Regions from separate parts of the Mus musculus genome. Here regions 1, 2, 3 and 5 are each linked to region 4. A link is a contact called in public HiChIP or PLAC-seq data. All regions are on one chromosome and are shown on one strand. The core of a region is the stretch at or near the end of the contact, and the rest is flanking DNA. Distances in the headings are between cores, read along the strand shown. Region 1 holds the start of Fndc3a (fibronectin type III domain containing 3A). Region 2 overlaps Fndc3a (fibronectin type III domain containing 3A). Region 3 overlaps Fndc3a (fibronectin type III domain containing 3A). Region 4 holds the start of Lpar6 (lysophosphatidic acid receptor 6). Region 5 has its middle 40 kb from the start of Gm30500.

Evidence for each region. HiChIP or PLAC-seq counts read pairs in DNA pulled down with a chosen protein or histone mark.
Region 1: an H3K27ac HiChIP or PLAC-seq map of extraembryonic endoderm stem cells shows a contact between it and region 4, with 2.9 times the contacts expected there. The contact joins the promoter of Fndc3a here to the promoter of Lpar6 in region 4. A contact is called at or near these places in 5 of 39 promoter capture datasets (the C10 cell line, embryonic stem cells, liver and 2 more), 5 of 484 Hi-C or Micro-C datasets (LSK cells, embryonic stem cells, granulosa cells and 1 more), 7 of 115 datasets of contacts at active chromatin or transcription factors (DN3 thymocytes, astrocytes, cardiomyocytes and 4 more) and 1 of 9 other capture datasets (adipose tissue).
Region 2: a contact with region 4 is called in an H3K27ac HiChIP or PLAC-seq map of acute myeloid leukemia, with 5 times the contacts expected there. The contact joins the enhancer-like site here to the promoter of Lpar6 in region 4. A contact is called at or near these places in 2 of 39 promoter capture datasets (the C10 cell line and neutrophils), 1 of 15 datasets of contacts at CTCF or cohesin (CD8 T cells) and 2 of 115 datasets of contacts at active chromatin or transcription factors (DN3 thymocytes and acute myeloid leukemia).
Region 3: a contact with region 4 is called in an H3K27ac HiChIP or PLAC-seq map of extraembryonic endoderm stem cells. The contact joins the enhancer-like site here to the promoter of Lpar6 in region 4. A contact is called at or near these places in 4 of 115 datasets of contacts at active chromatin or transcription factors (bone marrow-derived macrophages, extraembryonic endoderm stem cells, microglia and 1 more).
Region 5: an H3K4me3 HiChIP or PLAC-seq map of neural tube shows a contact between it and region 4, with 4 times the contacts expected there. The contact joins the enhancer-like site here to the promoter of Lpar6 in region 4. A contact is called at or near these places in 2 of 39 promoter capture datasets (embryonic stem cells and stem cell-derived epiblast-like cells), 2 of 115 datasets of contacts at active chromatin or transcription factors (embryonic stem cells and neural tube) and 2 of 9 other capture datasets (adipose tissue and macrophages).

What each region holds. Positions count from the first base shown.
Region 1 is chr14:72,708,194-72,712,692 of GRCm38.p6, forward strand. Fndc3a (fibronectin type III domain containing 3A) reads right to left here and starts at 1,810. Exons shown (of 26, transcript NM_207636.2): 1 at 1,525-1,810.
Region 2 is chr14:72,683,752-72,688,683 of GRCm38.p6, forward strand. It overlaps Fndc3a (fibronectin type III domain containing 3A), which reads right to left. Exons shown (of 26, transcript NM_207636.2): 2 at 1-20. Among named protein-coding and RNA genes, the nearest start is that of Fndc3a, 24 kb to the right of the region's middle. Within about 2 kb of position 1,285, at least 34 of the 459 cell types and tissues checked have an H3K27ac peak or open chromatin away from gene starts, as enhancers often do. A contact at or near this core is called in acute myeloid leukemia, where this site is marked.
Region 3 is chr14:72,648,192-72,652,974 of GRCm38.p6, forward strand. It overlaps Fndc3a (fibronectin type III domain containing 3A), which reads right to left. Exons shown (of 26, transcript NM_207636.2): 3 at 3,825-3,900. Among named protein-coding and RNA genes, the nearest start is that of Fndc3a, 59 kb to the right of the region's middle. Within about 2 kb of position 2,505, at least 7 of the 459 cell types and tissues checked have an H3K27ac peak or open chromatin away from gene starts, as enhancers often do. A contact at or near this core is called in extraembryonic endoderm stem cells, where this site is marked.
Region 4 is chr14:73,234,579-73,239,203 of GRCm38.p6, forward strand. It overlaps Lpar6 (lysophosphatidic acid receptor 6), which reads left to right and starts at 3,313. Exons shown (of 1, transcript NM_175116.4): 1 at 3,313-4,625. The coding sequence starts at 4,023. All of the region lies in intron 17 of Rb1 (RB transcriptional corepressor 1), which reads right to left. RefSeq lists an enhancer at 1-1,748.
Region 5 is chr14:72,529,519-72,534,137 of GRCm38.p6, forward strand. It overlaps the pseudogene Mlnr-ps. Among named protein-coding and RNA genes, the nearest start is that of Gm30500, 40 kb to the left of the region's middle. Within about 2 kb of position 3,138, at least 58 of the 459 cell types and tissues checked have an H3K27ac peak or open chromatin away from gene starts, as enhancers often do. A contact at or near this core is called in neural tube, where this site is marked.

The sequences.
Region 1 (4,499 bases), core at 560-3,059, 530 kb before region 4:
CCTACAAAGCAAGCCTGGAGAGGATCTATGAAGATAAAACAACACAGAGAAATTTAATATGAAAATGCTAAAATTTTTAAACGTAAAACCTAAACAAGATTTTTCTCCCTATCCCCTTATCTTCTCTCCTCCCTTCAGAGGATGTTATTAGTGGTAAATTACAAGAGGACTAAATTTTTTTAAAAACCCAACGAAAAGCCATGTTTTAAAAGACCTTATCATTGCTTTCCAATAGGCCCAACACCTGTCTCCATGGGTAACTGATCTCATTAGTTGAGAAAAAAAAAATCAATTTAAACAAGAAAATGTTAAGAAGGCAGGGGGGTCATCTCTCTGGAACATTTTTAGGTGACTTAAACAACATTTCCGAGATGACAAGAATTACACACTCCGCAAATACACACAAACTAAATATTTATCTAAACACGGGATATGAGCCAGAAATCTCAATTTGCTTCTGTCTGACATATGGCTCGGTTTTGACTGGCATATGTTTCGTACTGATACTGGCAAAAGCATAGTGATTCAAATATTACAGAAAAGCTTCAACTGCTCTTTCATTCTTACAACTCATCTTAGCCAAGAGGCTGAGAGGCGATGCTTATTTGCTTCTTACAACACGCACAAACTTGGGTTTCAAGAACTGAAACAGACCACAATAGGATGCAGCAACATCATTATGTGGCTCGGTGTTTTTTAAAGTCTACCCGTGAGCACTTCAAGATTATAATACAAAAAGAGGGAAAGCCTTGTCCGCCTGCCACTGTCAGTTAGTAGACGGACAGCCGAGAAGGTGCCCAAAGGAACTTACAGTCTCACTAAAATAAATAATCTCTAGCTCACCATCCTTAGCACCCTCAGCAATCTCTCTCTCTCTCTCCCTCCCTCTCTCTCTCTCTCTCTCTCTCTCTCTCTCTCTCTCTCTCACACACACACACACACACACACACACACGAATACCCCCCAATGCTTTTTATGAAAGGTGATAGTTTAATAAAACTACAATTACCTATCACACACGGTAAAAGCAGCAAGCGCTAGCGATCTGACGTCGAAATTACTCGCTCCTTTTCCTTCACCCAGCGCGTGCCGCCCTTTCCCAGAGTCGTGTCAAAAGTTCACCCACGCAGGCTGCCGAGCTGGGCGAGCACCGCAGCCTCCCTTCCTCCTCGCCACCGACCGAACAGGTGGTTGCCTTACCTGGGGAAGAGGAGCCGCCAGGCACCGGCTGCGGCGGCCGCCCGGGCGGCCAGGCAGGCGGGCGCAGACCCGAAGGGCGTGTTTTCGAGGATTTAACCCTCAGGTGCGCAGGCAGCGCTCCGCTGTCGCCGAGCCCCGGCAGGTGTCGCGCACGTCCCCGCCGCGTCCCGGGTCCGTCACCCCGCGGACGGCGCGGCCTCGCGTGGGGGCGTCGCCCGTCCGCCCGCCCTCCCCGACGGGCTCAGCCCTCCGGCGGCGCGGCCCGCAGCCCCAGCCTAACGGTTTCCCCGACGCGGGCTCCGGCGTCCCCCTGCCGGCTCTCACCTCCGAATCCCGCCGCTCCGAAGCGAAGGAAGGCGGATCCCCCACCCCGGGCGTCTCTCCTGCGAGGCTCCGGCTCGTCCTCTCACTCGCTTGGCGGTGGGCCGGGGCTCCCGCGGCCGCCGCTGCGCTGACTGCTGTGGAGGGGGGTTGTTGGGGAGGGGTGTTTCCCGGCAGTGACGGCGCCGCCGCCTCAGCCCCGCTCTTCGCTCCCTCTCCGCGTAGCTCCCGCTTTCTGTTTCACCCGAGGGACCGCGAATGCCGCCGCCGCCATGATTACTACGGAGCCGGGAGGAGGAGCCCGGAGTCGGCGCGCCCAGTGCGGCTGCGCGAGCCCCGCCGACGGCGCCCCCGGCCGCCTGGACCCGGAGCCCCCGCGCGCGCACACACACACACACACACACACACGAGCTCGAGCGCGCGCACCCGAACCCGCTCGCCCGCCGCCCCGCAAGCCGAGGCTTCCCGGGCCCGCAAGTGTGTGTGGCATGCGAGCTCCGGTGCCGCTCTCCCAGAGCCCGGGAACTGTGCGGATGATTGACGTATCCGGGGCCCCACACGCCATTCCGAATGCAGTTTAGAAAGCGCCCCCCACCCACCGCCCCCAGAGACGAACCGTGTCAGCCCCTCTCGGCAAGCCCCAGAACTTAGGATGCCGGCAGGTGCTTTTAGAGGCAAGCCCCGGACGGGGAAGCGCCCCGAAGTGGGCTCAGACCTTCCCACTCCCAGACGGTTAGAGCCCCGGCATTTTCTAGCACCCACGAAACAGATTTACGTCTTTCAGAAACGCACAGCTTAAAGGTTCTGGACTCGGACCAGCCGAATCTAGTGGAAACCCGTTACCTTGACGTCTGCCACCGCGGAGAGCGAAGCGGAGGCGGCGACAATTTCCTTAAGCCTCGAGCGATGGGGGGGCGGTGGGGGGGACGCTGCAGTAGCGCCTGAGGGCCGGCCCGGACTGCTTACTTTTGCAGTTTCACCGGAAGCCTTAGGGAGAGGGTCGTCTTTGGGAACCTGAGTCCTCCCCCTGTCCAGCCAAAACTGGTGACTGATGAAACCAGGTTCCACGTCTGACTTGTAGTTCAGTTTATTGGTTGCGCTGCGTTTTAAGGTGGCAATCTTTTTTTTTTTTTTAATCATTTGACAGAAATCTCTCGAAGATGTACGAATTTCTTACGTTCTTAAAAAAGAAAAAAACAAAACAGAACTGGATAATGAAATTCTTAGTGGATCATTGAATATCAAATAAGATACTCAGACAGTACCAAAGTCCCATGGGATTGCAGAGGTGTGCGCGAGTGTATAAAATCCCCACCTTGGTGCTGTTTTATTTGCAGTGTTCTTACTTTTCTTAAAGACCCCTCACTTGGCTTGTGTTCATCTGCCTGTACATCCACTTTAACCATTTCTATTTTCCTGTGGTGGTGTTTTTTAAGCCCCGCTTTCTTCCTTCTCCACCTACTTTTTGCTATGGCTGCAGGCAATGATTGATCCGATGTTTGTATCCACAGCTAGCTAATGAGAGGTTATTTTTCTTCCCGTCAACAAGTAGGATAGTGATTCTATCAAATTGCATCTTGAGATATTTGGGGGTTGGGGAGAGGGGGCAAAAGTCCTTTCCCTGAGAGAAATGTTTCATTTTCTTAACTTCCAGCTTTGGCCCTCTTCCAGACAAAATTACTGGAAAGCTGAGCTTGGAATAACAGAAGTATAACTGCTCATTGTTTTGCAATAGGAGAGTTTATATCTGAATGTGGAGGACTTGTGTGGCTTCCCCTTACTGCTGCCCAACTCTTGTTCGGTTGGAGGCTAAAGTCTCCAAAGTTAACTCCAAACTAGTATTTTCCAAAGCATTGCTCTTGTAAACTTCGTAAAAATGCCGAATCCTACCGCTACTCCCTCAAGATTCTGGTTCCATGATTCAGTGGTAGACAAAAAATAATAATAATGAAAAAAATTAAAAATAAAAAATGAACTTAAGAATAACCTGCATTTTTATAAGTATGTTTAAAGCCCATCTACATGCCACAGGCAAAGTAAAAAATAATAGACTAGTTGAAGGAGACAAGGGCATGTAATTCAAGACATCACTGAAGTAGACCTAGACACTTTGATATGGTGCACAATGCTGTGAGGAGGAGGGGGAAAACTGAGGGATTTATATCCTTTGGGGAGAAAGAAAGACATAAATCACCCTAGCCAGAGAGACACAGGAATCTACGTTGGCTTTGAGCAGACATTTCTTTCCCTCATCAGTGAATAAATAACCATTTCCAACCTTCACCCTCCTTGAGTTCCAGCCACAGTGAACACTTTGAACACCATTCTTTCTTAGACTTGCCTCCTCTTTTCCTGCATACTGTCTCTACTCTCTGCGCATATTCCCATTCTTCTCTCTGCCTGTGACACACCACTTGACCCTCTCCACAGCACCCCAGGACAACTTAAAGTCCCTTTGAAGGGCTTTCCTTAAACTCTCTTAGCCTAGGCTGTGTCACCGAACCATAGTGTAAGCTATCACATCTACTTTCACATCTCTGCTCACCTGGAACCCAGACTCTTGCATTCAGTGCCAAAGTCCTCCACATCATCAGTTTCTTTACCGACGGGCATGCTACAAAATGTCCTAGGTTTGCAAGGTTTGGCCCAACTTCATGGTTTCCTGGTTCTTCAGCTCATCAAATCAAACATCTAACAATCCTTCCTGATATTTCCCTCACTCTGTCTCCCATATCTGTTGCTGTGCCAACTCCTAGAAATGTTTCCTCCAAAACCCCCCTAATGACTCCGCCTCTTTCCTGTCACTACAGAGCTAACTTGGTCTAATTGCAGATAATCTGTGTGTTCTCTACTTTGCAGCCAAAATGATCTTTCAAAAGGCAAATAAGACTATGTCACTTGTTACATAATACTTTCAAATAATTTATTATTACTCTAGAATAAAACTAGAGTTCTTTCGGTGACCTTTAAACACAGTG
Region 2 (4,932 bases), core at 35-2,534, 550 kb before region 4:
TACCGGAAAGCCCTCCAACTCTGCAAAACAAAAAGACATAACCACTGAAGTATACATCCAGAAAATACATTAAAATACAATCAGGAATTGCCTCACTAACAAACAAACTGTCCAAGGAAGACCAAAAAGATCACCTGACTTCTTTTTCAATCAACTACTTGGGAAAATGTATTTCATACAACCCAACCAAGGTAACTATTAGTTATCCTCAACCTAACGCTAATACCAGAAGCTCTATTTACACTTTCTGCATCTCCATCCTTCCATTCCTAGATAGGGAATTTAATTTACTCATCACTATTCAATCTACATCCTGAAAGACATCAAGCTGCAATGGCTGAATGAGGTAACCGTACCTCTGACACTTTTCTTTGAGCTGACAAGGTAAAATTACAAAGGCTCAATCTCCCTCATCGTCCTGTTTGCCTTGAGGCACTATACAAAAAGAATCATGATTTTCTACTGAATCCTCACACAAAGTAACACAGTTTAAGGGGGAGGGGGGAGTTGTTCAGGATCAGGGCAAGAGCCTTCAAATTTTAAGTTTTAAGCTCTTCCAGTATCCATTCATCTGCTCTGAGAACAACTGTACAGCACAATGAATCTTATGTGAATGAAAGGGTGTACTAGCACTCATACGGCAAGGTGGGATGGTAGGATTAGTTTATACTGCATGAACCAATAAACATCAGCAAACTGAGCAAAATGACCACAGTCACACGTGCTACTAAGTCGACGCTGAGCTTTATGGAGTCATTTCTGGATGCCTGTCACATTCACCAAGTCAGTGCTAAGGGACAAGACATTCAATTTTCAAAGATGAAATTCACACTATTTTAAAATGTTGAATCTGCATAGAAACTCCCATAGAAGTTGACTCAACTTGACAACAATTTTCTGTTTAGCTGTATTAGAAAGTGCTGAGACTCTTAAAATGCATTCAACACAGGTACTTATTGATGATTTCACACTAAAAATGGCAATAGAGAACACTGTATATGATTAGCTGACTCATGGAAAGGCACACCACTTAGACAGTGTTTATACTACATACACATGCATATGAACACATTAACTTCTGCCATAATGTACATTACTAAACTATTAAAAGACTGACAAAACGTAATACTGTGAATCACATCAAATAATTTCTCTGTGGAATTTACAAAGAATTTTAAGGCGGCAAAGAATCTTTATGTTATTTTGACTCTTGCAAATCTCACAATTTTATTATGTAAGAGCAGACACTTTCAGGAAGTAAACTCCCAATTAAAGAGAGTGTGTAAGTACTTCATTTTTGTTCCCCGCTTCCTCTTTCTTTTTCTTCCTTCACCCCTCCCTCCCCCTTCTCCTTGTTATAATAGCAATGAACTTGTATTTCATTAACAGACAGCCTCTCGGTGTCATGCAGGTAGACTCCAACCCTCCTCTGCTATGGTCCCCTGGGTCCACAAGGCCACAAGCTCCTCCTCCTCCTCACTGCACTCATTTCTCTTCTCTTTTTCCTTTTTGTGTGTGTGTGGACTGAGGACTGAGTTACACCACAGACAACTGAAGGAATTCAAAGTACCAATAAACAAAATATTCTCAAAATCATATATTGGTTTGGAAAATTAATTTGAACTTGGAATGGCATATGACTGGGTGGGCACCCTTAGGAGGAGAAAACCTGTCTAAGACTGACTATGTCAAGTGGCATTGAAACTAACAAAATAGCAATCAGTAACTAACAAAGTCCTACAATCATTTTGAAAAAACTCTTCTAGAATCTATCAAAGTTTGTTTCTCATGCTAGGGTTTGAAGCCAGGCCAAGTGAGGCAGGCACTACCACTTAGATCCACAGTCCTATCTACCAAAGCTGGGCACATACATGTAGTGGATGCTGTTTATGCTCTGACCACAAAGACTCACAACAGATGCCCAAAAGTAATGCATGCACTTATTGAAATATAAGTGGACCAACACACATGTAAGTATATGAGTTTGTAGCAACTTGATTTAATAGTCCTTTAAAACCAGAGACAACCTAATGCCCCTTAGAAATCAACCAATCTATTCAATAACTATATAAACCAAAGAAAATAATAAACTGTCAATTCAGAGAACAGGGAGTAAAATTTCTCAAATACAATGTGAGTGAAAAACAAAGAGAATACATACTGTTCAACTTTGAAGAAAGCTCAAACACAATTTATTGTTAAATCAACACACTGGTTGCCTCTGGGGAGTTAAAGATGGGGGCAGGTAACAGTTTCTGGGATGCTGACTCTGCTCTGTGACTTGACCCAGGAGCTGTTAAATGGACCACAACTACTAAATTGTAAACACTACATGTTCATCTTTCATGTACTGTTCTGTACATTTTTTCAATACAATAATCTTTGAAAGTTAAAGACCACATCATCTCAAACTGTCTAGTAAAACCATTCAATAAATTCAATACTCATTCATGAAAAAGATAAAAACTGAAAGCAAAAAAAATAAAGACTATATATAAAAAACCACAGGGAAGATTATATGTAATAACTAAGCCTGGAAGTTTTTCTTCAAGATCAGGAAAAGACAAGAATGCCCATTTCTATAAATACTTATTTCAAATATTTCCCTTATTATATTGCTATTATACTTATTATATATAGTTCTGTTTCACAAAGGCAACTTCTTTCAAGTTATTTCATATACTTTGACCATATATATTTATTCCCTATACTGTCTCGACTTACACTTCCTCCTTTTCCCACAGGTATTCTAACTCTTCCTCTCCATGTGTCTCTTCTGCTTTCATGCCGTTCACTCATGCATGTGTGTTCACATACATGGTAGATACATATCACATACATAGTAATAAATATATGTTTTGTTGTTCTAGATCCACAAGTGAGAGAAAATACTTGTCACTCTGAGTCTGGTGTATATTGCTTAATATGATGAACATCCAACCAGCCATTTCATTTTTTGTATTGTTCTTTTTGCTTCCATTTCATTATTTCTTGCCTAATCTTTGCTATCATTCCAATATTCGCTAACTTTATATTTGTTCTTATTTTTCTAAGATCTTGAGATGCAAAACTCAACTGAAGCTGAAGAGACAGTTCAAGGGTTAACAATGCTGACTATTCATTCTCAGCACCTACATGGTGGCTCACAATGATCATCATTTTAGCTTCAGGGGGATCTGACACCCTCTTCTGACCTCTATAAGCACCAGGCATGCACATGGGACACATCCATATACCTGCAGATAAGCACTCATACACATAAAACAGAATTTTAAAAATGTTAAATAAATTATTTGGTATGTCTCAGATTTAATTTTTAATATATAAGTGTCTAGCTATAAATTTCTCTTTGAAATGTTGTGATTAGGAGCTGGGACATGGGTCAGTGAGACAATGCTTGCTGAACAAGCATAAGGCCATGGGTTTAGATCCCCAGCACCCACCTGAAAGCCAAGCATGGCAATGTATCGAGTAACCTTACACTGGGGAACAAAGACAAGTAGATGCAGATCCCAGCAGCTCCCTGGTTAACCAATCTGGCAAAAGCAGCTAGTTCAGGTTCAGTGAGAGATCCTGTCTCAAAAACTAAGGTCAGGAGATTAAGGTGAGATAAGGTAAGACAGGACACTGGATGCCCTGGATGCCAGCCTCCAGCCCCCAATTGCATACTCATGAACAAGTACAACTGCACAAATGTGCAGAACCCACCCACCACACATAACCAAAGAAATGTTTTCATTGTCTCCATAGGTTCTTGTATCTTGTGGCTTTTTTTTTTCATTCAACTCTAGGATGTTTTTTTAATTTCCCTTATTTTTTACATGATTCATTCAGTACTGTGCTGCTCCACGATTTTGTGTATGTTCAGTAATTTTTCTTGCTGTTGATTTCTAGCTTTATTAAACTGCAATCAGTTAAAATACAAGAAAGTATTTCAATTTTCTTATACTCTTTAGACTCGCTTTGTGTTCTAAAATATGGTCCCTTTCAATGCATGTTCCATGAACTTCTGAGAAAAAAAATGTATATTCTGCAATGTTTGGGTACAATATTCTGTTGATGTCTGTTAAGTCCATTTGATCTGTAATATCATTTAACTCTATTTCTCTGTTGATATTTTTGTTGGAGTAGGATACTCAAGTAACCTACTGACATGTACTGAAGTCAATCTGTGCCTTTATATTCAGTAGTGTTTGTCTTATAAAATGGGGTACATCCATACTCAGCATACGTACATTTAGAATTGAAATATCCTCTTGAGGGATGTTCCCTTCAATAATATGACTGTCCTTACCATAATTTTGGTTTGAAGTCTTTGCGCAGTAATATTACTTCCTATACCCACTTGCTTTCTAGTTGTATGCACTTACTTGGAATACTTTTCCCCTTTTAACCTAAGGCTGTGCTTACCTTTGACAGTTGTATGTGTTTCTGATATACTATACATAGATGGGTCTGGGTTTCTTTGTTCTTGTTTTGTTGCTTGAGAGGTCTCTCTATGTAGCCCTGGCTGCCATGGAACTCACAAAACTCTTCTGCTTCTGCCTCCTGAGTGATGGGATTTAAAGTGTGAACTATCATATCCTGCTTGGGTCCAGTGTTTTAATCCAACCTATAGGTCATTATCTTCTACACAGAAAATTGAACTAGGAACATTCAGTATTGTAAGGTATGCATTAACTCCTGTCATTTGGGTACTTTTATTATTTTTTTATAATATCTGGTACTTTCCTAATCATTTGGTTACCAACCTAGTGAGTAAAGTCTCTCTTATAGTTTCATGAATGTGTCTCTCACCATTCAGAGTATAATTCCTTATAAGTATCTTCCCTAATGTTTTGTTAGTAGTCATGAATTTATTTTTTTTTTAATTTCTTGATCATAGAAACTTTTTCCTTCAATTTTTAAGGGTACCTTTGCTGAGTATAGTAA
Region 3 (4,783 bases), core at 1,255-3,754, 590 kb before region 4:
ACAGTCTTAAAAGATAAGAACCATGAGTTGGTTTCCCCCCAATTCCAGGAACTAGCACAGCATACTCAGACTTCATGTACTCACACGGAAAACATGATCAGTAGTTTATTCTTCAATGAACTGTGCTGTGGTAGAAAGGTACAAATTAAGCTCTGGCCATAACTAAGTGGACCTCACTAATTATGAGAGTCCAATGAAGGTGGCAGCAATTTAGACCTATCTAAAGTTTTAATCTAGTCTTTGTTTCTATGAATTCTTCTAAGGGAGGCATTCAAACATATATTTATGCTAACCCTACCTCATCTTTTATATGCTCCTATGGAGATTTTCTTTTATGAGAACAGTAAAAGCCGCAAGGAACCTGTTTTTTCTCTCAACTCCACTGCCCTGATTTTCATCCCCCGAGGCACTCATTCTCTTGGTGGCTGCTTCTCCTCTGTTGCTGCACTTTCTTCTTTCTACAGCTCAAATCCAGAAAGGGTCTTACAGAGGGGAGGAGAGGAGATCAAATATCCATTAACTTTTTCCCTATAGGCTTCTCTCCAAACCAGTCTTCACTTATTCCTTCTCCTCTTTCACATGCAGACCTCTCTCATCTTAGTTATGGGTTCTATTGCTGGGATGAAATACCATGACCAAAAGCAAACTAGGGAAGAATGGGGTTATTCAACTTATGCTTCCATATTTCTGTTTATCAGCTAAGGAAGTCAGGACAGGAACTCAAACAGGGCTGGGACCTAAAGTGGGAAGCAGATCTATAGGCAACAAAGGAGTGCTGCTTACTGGCTTGCTCTTCAGGATTTGCTCAGCCTGTTTTCTTACAGAACCCAGGACCACCAGCCCAGGGATGGCACCACTCACTGTATGTTGGGTCCTCCCCCATCAATCACTAATTAGAAAAATGCCCTACAGCCTGATCTTATAGAGGAATTTTCTCAATTGAAGGTCTTCCTTACAGAAGACTCTAGTTTGTGTCAAATTGGCATAAAACTAGACAACACACTTGATAATTCTGGACAGATGCAAACATAAAATAAGAGAGCTTTATTCTTTTTCCTTCATTAAAAAAATCTACGCAGTAATTTAAAAATAAAGTTTCCAACTATTATTATTATTATTACTACTATAGAGAGAAAAGACTGTTCCCCAGTAAAGCACAGAAATGTGTCCTTGTACAGAATGCTGATACAGGAGTCAGCTCCCTTAAGGTCTGGTGAACACTGAGGCAGTCTGTACAGTACACAACTCTTCAGGTCCTGCAGGAGGCTGTTGCTGCTAGATATTAAAATCAAATGAAAGGAGTTATGAAGAGATAACTTACAGGATGCAGCCACAAACTGACTCTTGAAATACAAGCTGTTTATCATTCTGAGATTAAGCCATCCCTACATTTTAAAATACAATAAAACAATCTGTTTTTTCATCTGCTAGTGTATTGGGGAAAATCAATATTATATTAATTAAAATGCTTTCTTGATTAATATTTATGAATAATCTGGAAGGCACACAAGTAAGCTATGTGATCAGAAATTTATATTCCATGTGATTCATAGTGAAAACAAAAAATTCTATTTGAAGAAAAGTTAGTAAAGATGGCAAAGCTTTTTAAATGTCTATACTGCTTATATATTCTCTTGTCTAGATCCTTTCAGGAATATTGATTATTTGTGTATTACCCAACTGCAGCACAGATATTTTAGATTAACTTAGTGATATTTCTAATACATGTAGGGTTCCAAGTTTGACTTGTGACTCCTGGCTAAGGTATTTTAAAAGATTCACCATCAGGCTCAGCTATGTAGTGATAGGAAAGGGGCACTGAAAACTGTCAGCCTATGGTATCACAGCCAATGCTAATCAGAGAGTGTGACGAGTCCTTCACCCTCAGAAGTATTACAGTCTAGATGTTAACAAGGTAGGGAGTGACCCACCTCCATGGATTCTTTAATTTAAAGCCATGACTATTAGGTAGTAGTAAGAACCAAAAAGGATACAAAGAATTGTAAAAAATACAAATCCAAAGCGTTCAGGTACTAGTACTAGTTGAAAGGTAAAATAAGCACTTCAAATTAAACATAACATACGTAATTTCCTAACAACTAAAAGGAATGTTGCACGCAGGTACAGTACAAAGGCACCTGGGAAGTCAGTTTCTCAACAGCTGGTATCAAGGGGTTTCAAAGCAGTCTGGGCTCACCTTCTCTTAGCAGTTACACCCAGAACTCACAATATCTCTATTTGCTGAGTACTGCAGAGGTAACAGGTCCAGTTTCAAGTATAATGTATGCTTATGAATGTGGTGGTTTGAATGGAAATGCCCCCCACAATCCCACAGGGAGTAGCACTATAAGGTCTTGTTGGAGTAAGCATGGCCTTGTAAGAGAAAGTATATCACTGGGGTGGGCTTTGAGTTCTCAGAAGCTCAAGCCAGGCCTAGTGGCTAACTGTCTCTTCCTGCTGCCTTCAAATCCAAATATAGAATCCTCAGCTACCTCTCCAACATCCTGTCTACCTGAATGCCACCATGCTTCCCACCTTGACAATAATGGACTAAACATCTAACCTACAAGCCAGCCCCAATTAAATGTTTTCCTTTATAAGAGCTGCCATGGTCACGGTGTCTCTAAACAGCAATAAGACCCCAAGTAAGGCAGTTATTCTTACCCTGATCTAATACTGATGGGAACAAGAGCTGAACTGATACGAAATGTATTACTGAACTTAAATAACCCACAGCACCTTATAACAAGCTACTAAGAAACAGCTAATGTTTAACTCAGCTTCTCTAACTCCAAAGACACTGACTTTTTGTTTGTCTGTTTGCTGACAGAATCTTACTATCTCAGTGATAAGGGTACTGAGCTGCTGGAAAGGTTGGCTTGTTCTGATGGACAAAGGGGGACTTCTGTCCCATGACACTGCTTATCTCTGGCTTTGTTGGCAATCTTTGGGTAGTGAATTTAAGCAAGTCAAAGACCTGAATCTTCATCATATGTCATCATACCACATCCGCTCTTGTCCAAGTTTCCCCTTTTATGATACTAGTGACAGTGGATGAAGGGGCCACCCTAACCTTCCTGTAGCCCTCATTTTCATATATGAACACAATGCTCACTAAATGGAGGCTGCTTTGCTCCTCCTCTCAGGGGATATGGTGATGTCTGGAGAGATTTCTATTTGTTCTGAATCTCGGAGGGTAAGAAATAACGAGTGTATAGAAGACAGGGAACTCTACTAAACCCACTACAATTCATAGGATGGCTCCCAATAGCTGAAAAATATCCAGTCCAAAATGCTAAGGCGATGTCCAATAAAGGAAGATTGCAGTGAACGTGGGAAAACATCTGAGCTGAGTTTAAAGCAGTTGGGTTAGAACCACCTGGAATGAGGTGACAAGGGTGAATCCTAGAGAAGGAAACTCGTGCTGACTAGACAAGACAGGTTTGCAGTTAACAAGCAGACTCTTTAAAAAGCCTGAGGAAGACAGCTACAGTGTAGATCTTAAAAAGAAAAGCCTGAGGCCACACTGGAAATAAAAACAATATTAGAAAACAGAATGGACCTTTGGAGGACTGAAAGACCTGGCTAGCGTTACTTACTTTTTTTGACTAATAAAATGTACACAATAGAATTTTATAGTTAGATCAATCAAAAAAGGAGAAAGAGACTAATTAGAGTTCTACTGCAATAGTTAAATGACTGGAGTACTCAAGCTTGTGATTGTGACACAGGGAGAACGCACAAGTGTACACACTGTTACCTACCTGGAAAAATAGAAGGCAGATTTTCTCTTGTTACAGAATGTAGCAAATTATTCCTCTTACCTGTAATGCACTGAAACTGTCCATCTTCTCTTCTTATCGTAAAGGCTTCCCCTGGATTAACCTGTACCAGAATAACCTGGAAACAACGGAAGAAGAATTCATCAAAACAATAAAAGAACCAATCAGTATAGAAAAATGTGCAGCTAGTTCTTGAGCATATGTGAGCTAATTAACCTTAGAAAACTGGACATACTACATTGTGCTTATTTTAGTATTCAATAGGTCATAATCAGGCTAGAAAAAAGAAAACAAAAAGAAAAAAATAAGCTAATGGCAAATTTACTGAGAAGTAAAAAATTTCAGTAAAAATGATGGAGTCAAACCTTACAATTGTGGATTACATATTATACTTTAACACAGCACTTAGGAATTGATAAACTGATAATGAGATTCTACTTGAATTAAGAGAAAAAGTTATATGTGAAAATGTGAATTTAATTTCATCATTTATAAGTAAACTATATACTAATTTTCTGACATTTGAAACCTGATAAAACAAAAAACTGGAAAAATGAAATCTAGAGTCCTAAAATACAGTCAAGATAATGATAAAATTCTTCACTTCATTATCTGTGCAGAATTGCTTTATCTCCTAAGTTTTATATAACACTGTGATATTCTAAAAGAACTTCCATGTTATAGTACTCAAGTATCCCATCACGGGAGCACCTCACTGCATCACCAGCTAAGCAGTCTTCCCTTAGATGAGGAGTTCTGGCAGCCCTCACCTTAATGTTTCCATTAATGTAGACAGCAAAGTTAGCTTGATTTCCTTATAACAGAGATGTAGAAAACAAACCCTGGTGCCCTTTACTCTATTACCTTAAAGTTCTCTCCTATGTTACATCCCCTCTCACACTCTAGAAGCACACCCTTTCACTGCATCCTGAATATGCCTCAAGTTGTAGCGTTATACTGTTTGATGCTGTAGCAGATCTTAATTTGCTGGTGTTTCAGTA
Region 4 (4,625 bases), core at 2,063-4,562:
CTGTGGTTCTACCAGGGCCTCACCAAATTAACTGGCTGGGATTAGGAGTGCTGGAATGAGTCTGCCTTTCCCTGTAAGAATAGAGTCCTGCTGATTTACTGGGTGTAATAAGGAACTTTGACTTGGCCCATTCATTCTGTCTCTTACACACATTTCTTCCTCTCTGTTCCCTCTTCCCCTCTGTGGTACACATGTCTTGTCCAGGCTAGTTTCAAAATTCTTAAACAGTAAGGATAAAAGTGACTTCCTGATACCAAAGAGTGAGAAAGCAAACGTGACACCTTAAACATTCAAAGAATTCAAGGAATCTGAAGCAAATAAAAAGCAGGAAGGGAACTTTGTAGAGCCTAATTCCTTTCTTTTACAGCCAAGAAGCCAGAGTCCCCACAGGAGCAAAGGAAAAGGACTGAAAAGGACAAGCAGAGTTCTCTGCTGGGAGCTCTTTGCACTGCATTTTCCTACTCCCCGACCCCCTTAGAAAAAGATGTATAGTCTCTTTTTATTGCCTACAGCACATGCTTTATTCATGCATAAAGAATCTACACTAGTAAAAGACAGTCTAGATTCCTTCTAGATTTTTCTATAGAGAAAACCCTTCAAGTGTTTCAGGGATTTGTTTTGGAGAATAGCAGATAGTTTTGGAGAATAGCTAGCAAGGCTTGAAATCCTCCTTCAAATCTGCTTCTTGTGTGCTCTGAGTCATGGTGTCTCAGAGTTCCAGAAAGGTAGGATAAAACCAGGGCCCAAGGAAGGAGATTTCAAGGGCCCTGGAGTCAGATCCTGTGCACTAAAATGGTAAACTTTACTCTGCACTGAACCATATATAGTTAATCTACCAACTGATAATATGCTTAGCTAGAATTGTAGTTTGACATTTGATGCTTTTCCTAAAACAAAGCTAATAACAAATGTCCTTTCGCAACTAAGTATTTTTGTCAACAGGAAAGCACACACATGGATACACATGTGAAGATCCATAGTGCATTTCAGAGCTGAAAGGAGACTTTCCCGGATACTCTTATTACATAAAGGCAACACATACACAGTTCTAAAATAAAATGTATCAGATTCCTGCCATCATAAACCTTCCTTTGTGTCTCAGACTACCATATCGTTTTTATTTTACCACTGTGTAAATAAATTATTATTTAAGATTTTATTTTAGTTAACACTTATTACATTTAAACTGAATAATGTTTAGAATGGATTTGTTTAGAATGGTGTTAGAGTTTCACTTAATCACTTGCTGGGATGCTGGAGTCTGAGCACAGGGCCTCCTACATGGAGCTCCAACACTGTTCCAACCTGCAAATCTTAAAGTAAAAACCTTTTGTAAGTTTTTTTCCCCCCTGTGTATGAGTGTTTTGCCTTCTTGTATGTCTGTGCACTGAGTGCACGCAGTGCCTGCAGAGTCAGACGTGGGTACTGGATATCCTGGGACTGGAGTTACAGACAGGACTGAGCTGCCATTGGGTGCTGACAATCAAACCTGGGCCCTTTGAAAGAACAGGAAGTACTCCAAAATGCTAAGACATCTTTCCAGCATGCCCACCTAGGTATAAGGATTAAAGGCATGTACTACCACGCCCAGCAAATTAGTAACCCTTTTAGACAGACTTTCCTCTACAACTCTTTTTCACTAAGGTATAATCTACATATCACAACATCCTAAAAATCAGCTGACAGTATATTTTACTTATTTATTTTAAAGACCTATTTATTTTTATGTGTATAAGTGCTGGCCTGCATATATGCATGTATATCACATTCATGCATGTTTTCACAATGAAAGTAAACATGGACAGTACCAGGACATAAAACGATTATAATTTGTAAAAATGACAATAAGGGGGCTGGCAAGATAGCTCAGAGGTTAAGCACATTGGCTGTTTTTCCTAAGGTCCTGAGTTCAGTTCCCAGCAACCACATGGTGCTCATAACCATCTATAGTGAGATCTGGTGCCCTCTTCTGAACTGTAGGTGTACATGCAAGCAAAACACTGTATACATAATAAATCGTTTTTTAAAATGACAATAAGGAAACTTAAAAGTGGATCACTCAAATTTTATATTTTTCCTAAAATAACTATTAACAGAAAAGTTTCTTCATGGAGAAGAAAATGTTATTAAGTGTCCCTTTTTTCATTACTGCACTCAAAGTTCCCATCTTCCAATAGGAACACATTTGCATCTGTTTTCCACACCAAAACCAAAGCAAAGAAGTTCAGACCCTCAATCTTTACCGCCTATAAGACTGTATTATTTGATCATAGATGACTTCCTAATCAAAACAATAAAAAGATTATAATTCACCATCAAAAGTAATCAAATTTAAAAGGTATAGAACACATGATACATGCTCTTAAGTATACATCTTAATATGTAAACTAAGGTGTCTATAGAGAAACTTGCTCTGAAATGCCTTCACTGACCCCAAATGAAGGGTTTCAGCTTCAAATTTAGAGATGAAAGTAGATCTGGAATATACCCCAACACACAGCCAACATGTAAAAGAAACTGAAGGGAGAGACGGAGGAAAGGAGAATAAAATCATGGAAACTACATTTAGACAAACAGTAGAACTGAGATTCTCTGCTGTAAGTTATTTCAATTAACTCAGAAGGGGGGAGCCCGTTTTACAAAGCACACTTTCCCACTATGCTTATATTAAGTTGTGGGCAAAAGACTGACACTGTACTAAAAGTAAAAGTTTTGGAGTACTATTCTCACTACTGAGTTATAATCCTCCGGGGGGGGGGCATACTTAATGTAGTCTTTGGTGTATTAAAATTGAACTAGCTCTAGAAAATTAGTTTCAAAGAAAAATGTTAGAACATTATTTATCAAAAACTAAAGAGATCCAGGATTAAAGCTACTCACAATCATGCCAATTAAGTTAAATGCTGGAGAGCAATTAAAAAACACCAGATACTAAGAGAAGCAGGACTGCCTGCCTCAGTCAAAGGCTTTATATAAACTCTTAAGGTTCTGCCTTCAGGCACAAACAGTTCTTTAATGTGCCACTCATATCGCCTACATTTCAATTTATAAACATATATACACCCATCTGCATTTTATTTCTTTAAAGAAGGCAATATCCCAACTACAAGAGCAATAGAAGAGAAAGAATCTACCTTATGTTTCTTTCTTTCTCTTACTTATTACTAACTAAAGCAAATCAAACCACTTTGGAGAAGTTGTCAGAATCCCCGGAAAGCATTTTGGCATAAAAAGAGTTAACACCCAACTCAGCTGGGCAGCCAGTGACCATTTGCAAGCCTCCTAGGTACATTCCCAGCAGACACATTATCAGATTAAAGGAACTGCAAACAACTGGGTTGAAGCCTTCCTTTGTCCAAACCCAGCCTCTTCTTCCTGTGATGTCATATTACAAATCTGGGAAGGCTTTCTTGCTCACTTCAGAGACAGCCCATCTCACAATACAGCTGGCAACCTCCGAAAGGCCTCTCCATTCAGCAAGCGCGAACATGCTTAGGAATTTATCTGGGATCCCTTAAACGACTGCCTATCGCCGTCCGGAATCAATGTAGAAATACAAAGTTTGAGAATAAAAAGAAGGAAGAAGTACCCGAGGACGACGGGCGGACGGACGCACGGCGAGTGTTTGTGACTGAAGTAAAGCTGGTTTGGACCCTGGCGGCTGAAGCACAAGTTTCCACGCGGACTGGTCTGGTCCGACTTGGAACAGTTTTTCCTTACACTTTCAGCTTTATGGGTTGGCTTCCTTGACTGCATTTTCTGTCAGTTAACTAAACTCCAGACTCATGGATTTTCTCGACCAGAAAATCAGACTATTTTCCTGAATAATCTACTAGAAACTTTTACGGAACACATTTCATGTTTCCTTTGAAGAGTTAAGAGAAGAAAGTATTTGTAAGAACAGGAAAAGAAACAAATACTTTGCAAATAAACTGGCTGCTGCTGTGACCACATCTGAATAGCAAAGGCGATCGATCAAGCGCTGCGGACAAAAGGCCTCCTGTAAGCTGCACTGCCTGACAATGGTAAGCTCCAATGGCTCCCAGTGCCCTTATGACGACTCCTTTAAGTACACTCTGTACGGGTGCATGTTCAGCATGGTCTTCGTGCTTGGGCTGATATCCAACTGTGTTGCGATATACATTTTCATCTGTGCCCTCAAAGTGAGAAATGAAACTACAACGTACATGATTAACCTGGCAATGTCAGATTTACTTTTCGTCTTTACTTTGCCATTTCGGATTTTTTACTTTGCAACACGGAATTGGCCATTTGGAGATCTACTCTGTAAGATTTCAGTAATGCTGTTTTACACCAATATGTATGGAAGCATTCTGTTCTTAACCTGTATCAGTGTAGATCGATTTCTGGCAATTGTCTACCCATTTAAGTCAAAGACTTTAAGAACGAAACGAAATGCAAAGATCGTTTGCATTGCTGTGTGGTTCACAGTGATGGGAGGAAGTGCGCCTGCAGTTTTCTTTCAGTCGACCCACTCTCAGGGGAACAATACCTCAGAAGCCTGCTTTGAGAACTTTCCAGCGGCCACATGGAAAACTTATCTCTCCAGGATTGTGATTTTCATTGAAATAGTGGGCTTTTTTATCCCTCTCATTTTGAACGTA
Region 5 (4,619 bases), core at 1,888-4,387, 710 kb before region 4:
TCTAGGTAAAAAACAGAGAGATCTTGGATGGATGCTGTGGTCCTCAATCTCCTGCCTACCCAGATGCTGCTGGAGACAGTGTCTGAGCATTCCCCTACTCACCAGGCAAGAAGAGGACGGCTGAGCCTGGGTCAGGGCGGAATCCAGTTTGGTTTTGAGTGAGTGCAGAGAGCACAGAGGGGCTGAAAGAGAAAAGGCCTTCTCTGGAAAATGTAGGTATGGCTCTTGACAACAAAGGTCTCCCCTGACAGTGATGGTAGATGGAGGAGGCAGTCCTCGCTTGTCCAAACTGTTCTATTCATGGTGGATATGAATGCGTATGTCCTATTCAGGGTGAACCAGGGATTAAACACTGTTTGTGGGAAGGGATGTCCAGGAAGGGAGGCTCATTGGCTGAACCCTCTGGGTCTCTCTAGATACCTCATTAGCATAGAGAACTCCAGGTCTTTATGCTATGTGACTGGTTGTCATGGTCCTCTCTGTGGGGGTGTCATGGTTACACGTAGACAAGTGGATCCTGTCAGGGAGCTGGCTGCACGCCTACTGTTGTCAATCTTGAGATTTCCTGAGGTTTTGAACCTGCTTCAACCTTTCCAGTTCTTTTATTTGGTGGCATGGTCCACTTGCCACACATTTATGTGTGTATGCATGCATGCATTGCATGTATGTATGCATGCCTCTTCTGTGTGGGCACCCAAGGAGGCTACAAGTGGGAGTGGCCATTAGATCCCCTAGAGCCAGATTCCAGGTTTTTAGCACTCTGTATGGATGCTGGGATCCCAACTTGAATCCTCTGGAAGAACAATATTCACATTTAAACTCTTGGCCATCTCTCCAGCCCTGTAAACTATACTTTTAAGCAGTTTTCAGACATGTAGTTAACAATTCCAAAGCAAGAGCCAGCAAGATTGCTCAGTGGGCAAAGACATTTTGCACTGCATCCAGTGGTCTGAGTTTGATCCCTGGATCCCACATGGTGGATGAACAGCTCTAGCAAGCTGTCCTCTGCCTCCGCACTCTGGCTAAGGCACCCTCCCTAGCAATGAAATGAAAATGTATACTAAAAAGGAGTCTTCAATACATTCACCACTTTTCATCCACTGACTTTTACTTTTCGGTGAGCCCAGGATTGGGGTGGGTAAGAAAATCAGAACCCAGATTCGAATCATGCCACCCAGGCCCTGTTTGCTAAGTCCAAGACCCAGTTCCATCACCAGCAAGACAGTTTTGGTTTGATGGTAGTTAAAAACAAAGCAACCCCGCCCCCCACCACCAATAAACAAACAAACACCACCACCACATTCTGGCCATTTCCTAACCAACTTGCAAAATTTCGCTCATGGTATTCTTTTTAACATCCCCTCCCCTCCTTCTCTTCAGTTTTCTCTACAGGCCTAAAGTTCCCAAATTGATTCCGCCTGCTGGCTAGGAAATCATCTTGGTGGAGCAGTGTCTTCGGGATTCCTCCCACTGCCTCTACAGACCCTCCCTCCCTGCCCCGAGCCTGGACTGTCTCGGCAGAAGCAGTTTCCTGACAGCTGCTTTGTACTAATTGGACATGAGGTTGTGGAGGATGGGCTTGATGGATGCACTCGGGTAGAGAAGTTGGAGAGTGACCATATTAAAGTATCGAGAGGAGTGCATTACCCCGGAATTTTCAGTGTTCATGAAAAAGATTCTGCCAACTCGGAAAGGCAACCAAGCAAACTATGAATGCCAGAACCTCCACCACCATCGCTGCGGAAACAAGACACAGGCGCCGGAGTTAGCAGAAGCATTCAAATAAAATAAAGTCCTACCCTCTCCCACTCCTGCAAAGGTAACAAGCAAAATAAATTAGAATCTTTACTCAAACAGACCTTCATGCTAATATATATATATATACATATGCATATACATATACATATAGTCGTAAATTGCATTGATGTTTGCTTTCTAGCTGTATGGTAGGTTCATACATGTGTACATATGATTGATTATACACCGGAAAGAGCACCCACTCCTAAGAAGTTGTTTTTGGCGTGCTTCTGCTTCAGAAATACGTTGGTTTTCGTTACAAACGATTAGCAACAGGTCTGTGATGTTTTGGGGTGTTGTGTGTGTGTTTTCCAATTTGGTTTGCCTAAATCTCCAGAATAACTTAACATTTAGTAGAATCTTCAGCCATCAACCTCGTCTTTTCAAGAGAACTATGGGTAAACTCCCAATTGCAAACCTAACAGAGACTGAGGAGCCCCCAGTTATCTGTCCTGGACTTTGGAGAATCATTGCTGGTTCTCCCCACAGGTGGTTCCCCCACAGGTGGTGCCCCCACAGGTATTGCAGAACAAATCTACAGGTGGAGAAGATCAGAGTTACAGTGGCCCTCCCCAGTGTTTAGAAAGGACCCGGACTGTCTGCTGGCGGCCCCTTTCCTTCCGCACCTTGGTCGGGGACCCGGCTCTTGCACGGCTAGCGCCGACGAGCCCGCAGAGGACACCGAGGCCCAGGAAGGGCAGGAAATAGGCGGTGGTGACCCACAGCACGACCCCCAGAGCCTCTAGCTGAGTGGGGCTCGATGGCACTCGCGGCTGAACGCTCCTGCAGCCTTGGTTCCATATTGCGGGGACAGCGTTGGTGTCCTCGAGGACCCAAGAGGAAGCTGCAGGACGCGGAGCGAGGGGTTGATTTGCCAAGTGTGATCCAGGTCCGCAGAGAGGCCGGGGAGGACATCTTGATGGACGCCCACCAGAAAGAAGAAGCTAAGAACAGCGCCACAACCCAGAGCGAGGCAATGAGCGCGCGGATGCCGGATGACAAGGACCCGCGCTGACAGCGGGCAGCCGCTTGGCAGGTAGAGCTCCACACTGAGTGCGGTCTTGGGCAGCAGCGCGGCGTAGGTGCAGCCCTCGCCCAAATAGAGAGATAGGCGGCAGAGAAGCGGCCGGAATCCTCAGGGCCTCGAGCGCCACAGGCGGTACAGGTGGAAGGGAGCCCCATCACCACCATGCTGCCCAGGTACAGGTTGGTGATGATCCACATGTCCTGGTAGCGCCCAATCAGCAGCACCATCACCACGTGGCCGCTTATACCCACCGCGAACAGGTTGGGGCACACCGTGGTCACCGGCACCACAAGGGGGAACGCCGAGCAGCAGCATGAGAACCAGCGCATCCCGCCGCAGGAAATGCACTTGGAAGGATGGTGGATTCATTCACTTGCCAGTACCGCTCAGAGTGCAGGTCACTAGTTGGTTGCGCTCAGTCTCCGCCTACGCACGTGACCGGCTCCCAGAACCTGCCTGGATACTCCTAGTTCCTAGGTACTGCAGGGACTTCCAACTGTGGCCGCACTGCAAGGAACCCTGGGGGGCTAAGCCTAAAGCTTTAGGCTGCATCCTAAAGATGAGGAAGTGCTTCTTCTATCAGGAAGCCTAACTCGAAAAAGAGCAGTCCAGACAAGCATCAGAGCCCAGGAAGGTCAGAGCCACTGCCTGAGCATGGACGAGACTCAAATCTTGCCCTTATACAAGTGAGAGTTTACAAGTGAGGGTGGAGGGCATAGGCCCTCGCGTTAAGGATCCCCCAAAATCTGCAAACGAGCATTTAAAAAAACTAATCACTAAGAACCAGGAACTTAAATGATTGTTTTCACACTGTATGAGTCTTTTAAACTTAAACTAAAAACAGACAATGCCAACACTTGAAAGAACAAAGCTTTGGGAAAAGGTGAAAACCGGTTGGACTATGAGCCACCTTCTAGTAGTCTGACAATAGCTGATGGAAGCTTCCAACTTATCTGGCTCTGTGTTTTCAGCTTAGTCCTCATGGGCCTGTACAAAGTAGTACTCAAGATAGACTCACTAGGATTTGGCTGGCCCACTCAGCTGGCTCCTCCTCCACCACGTCCCCCTAACCCTGGCATTTCTCAGCATCCCTCTTGCCAAAGCCTTTATCTTTGTGAACAAAACAAAACAAAAAGCAAACAAACAAACAAAAACCAAAAAAAAAAAAAAAACCAAAAAAAACCAAAAAAAAACCCTCAAGCCTAGCAAAGTCTTTCATTCATTCCGTTGTGGCTTGCAAGGTCAGTCTCGGGCTGGAGAGATGTCCCACATTGTGGGAAGAGAGAACAGGTTCTTACAAGTTCTCTGTTGGCCTCCACATGCAATGTTGTGGTACACACATGTGCATATTAAAAAGTAGATGCAAAACAATTTAAAAAGTCACCCTTCTTCAATAAATGTAAAAAATATTTCAAATTAAAAAAAAAAATCAACTTCCCTTCCCAAGTTCCTCCTTGCCTTTTGGACTTGAAACTTGGACTAAAAGCCTTCTGCCGTTCTTCCATATATGCAGGAAGTATGGGCATTATGAGGGGTGCTTGACATCTTTCTCACTGCTCTCTTGCCGTTCTAAAACCTGCTTCAGCCAAAGTGCAGCCGACTCCCCCTCCTCCAGCCCTCAATGCTCACATTCACTCCCAAGCATCAGGTTCCTCACTACTGCCCGCCAGCACCACGCTGAGACGAACTACCCCGCCCTTGTGACCATGGCCTGTTGGACTGATGACTTCGTTTCTGTCAATGATTAGGCAAGGCAGGTCCTTGACCCCATCTCATCCAGCCACTCCAGTGGACT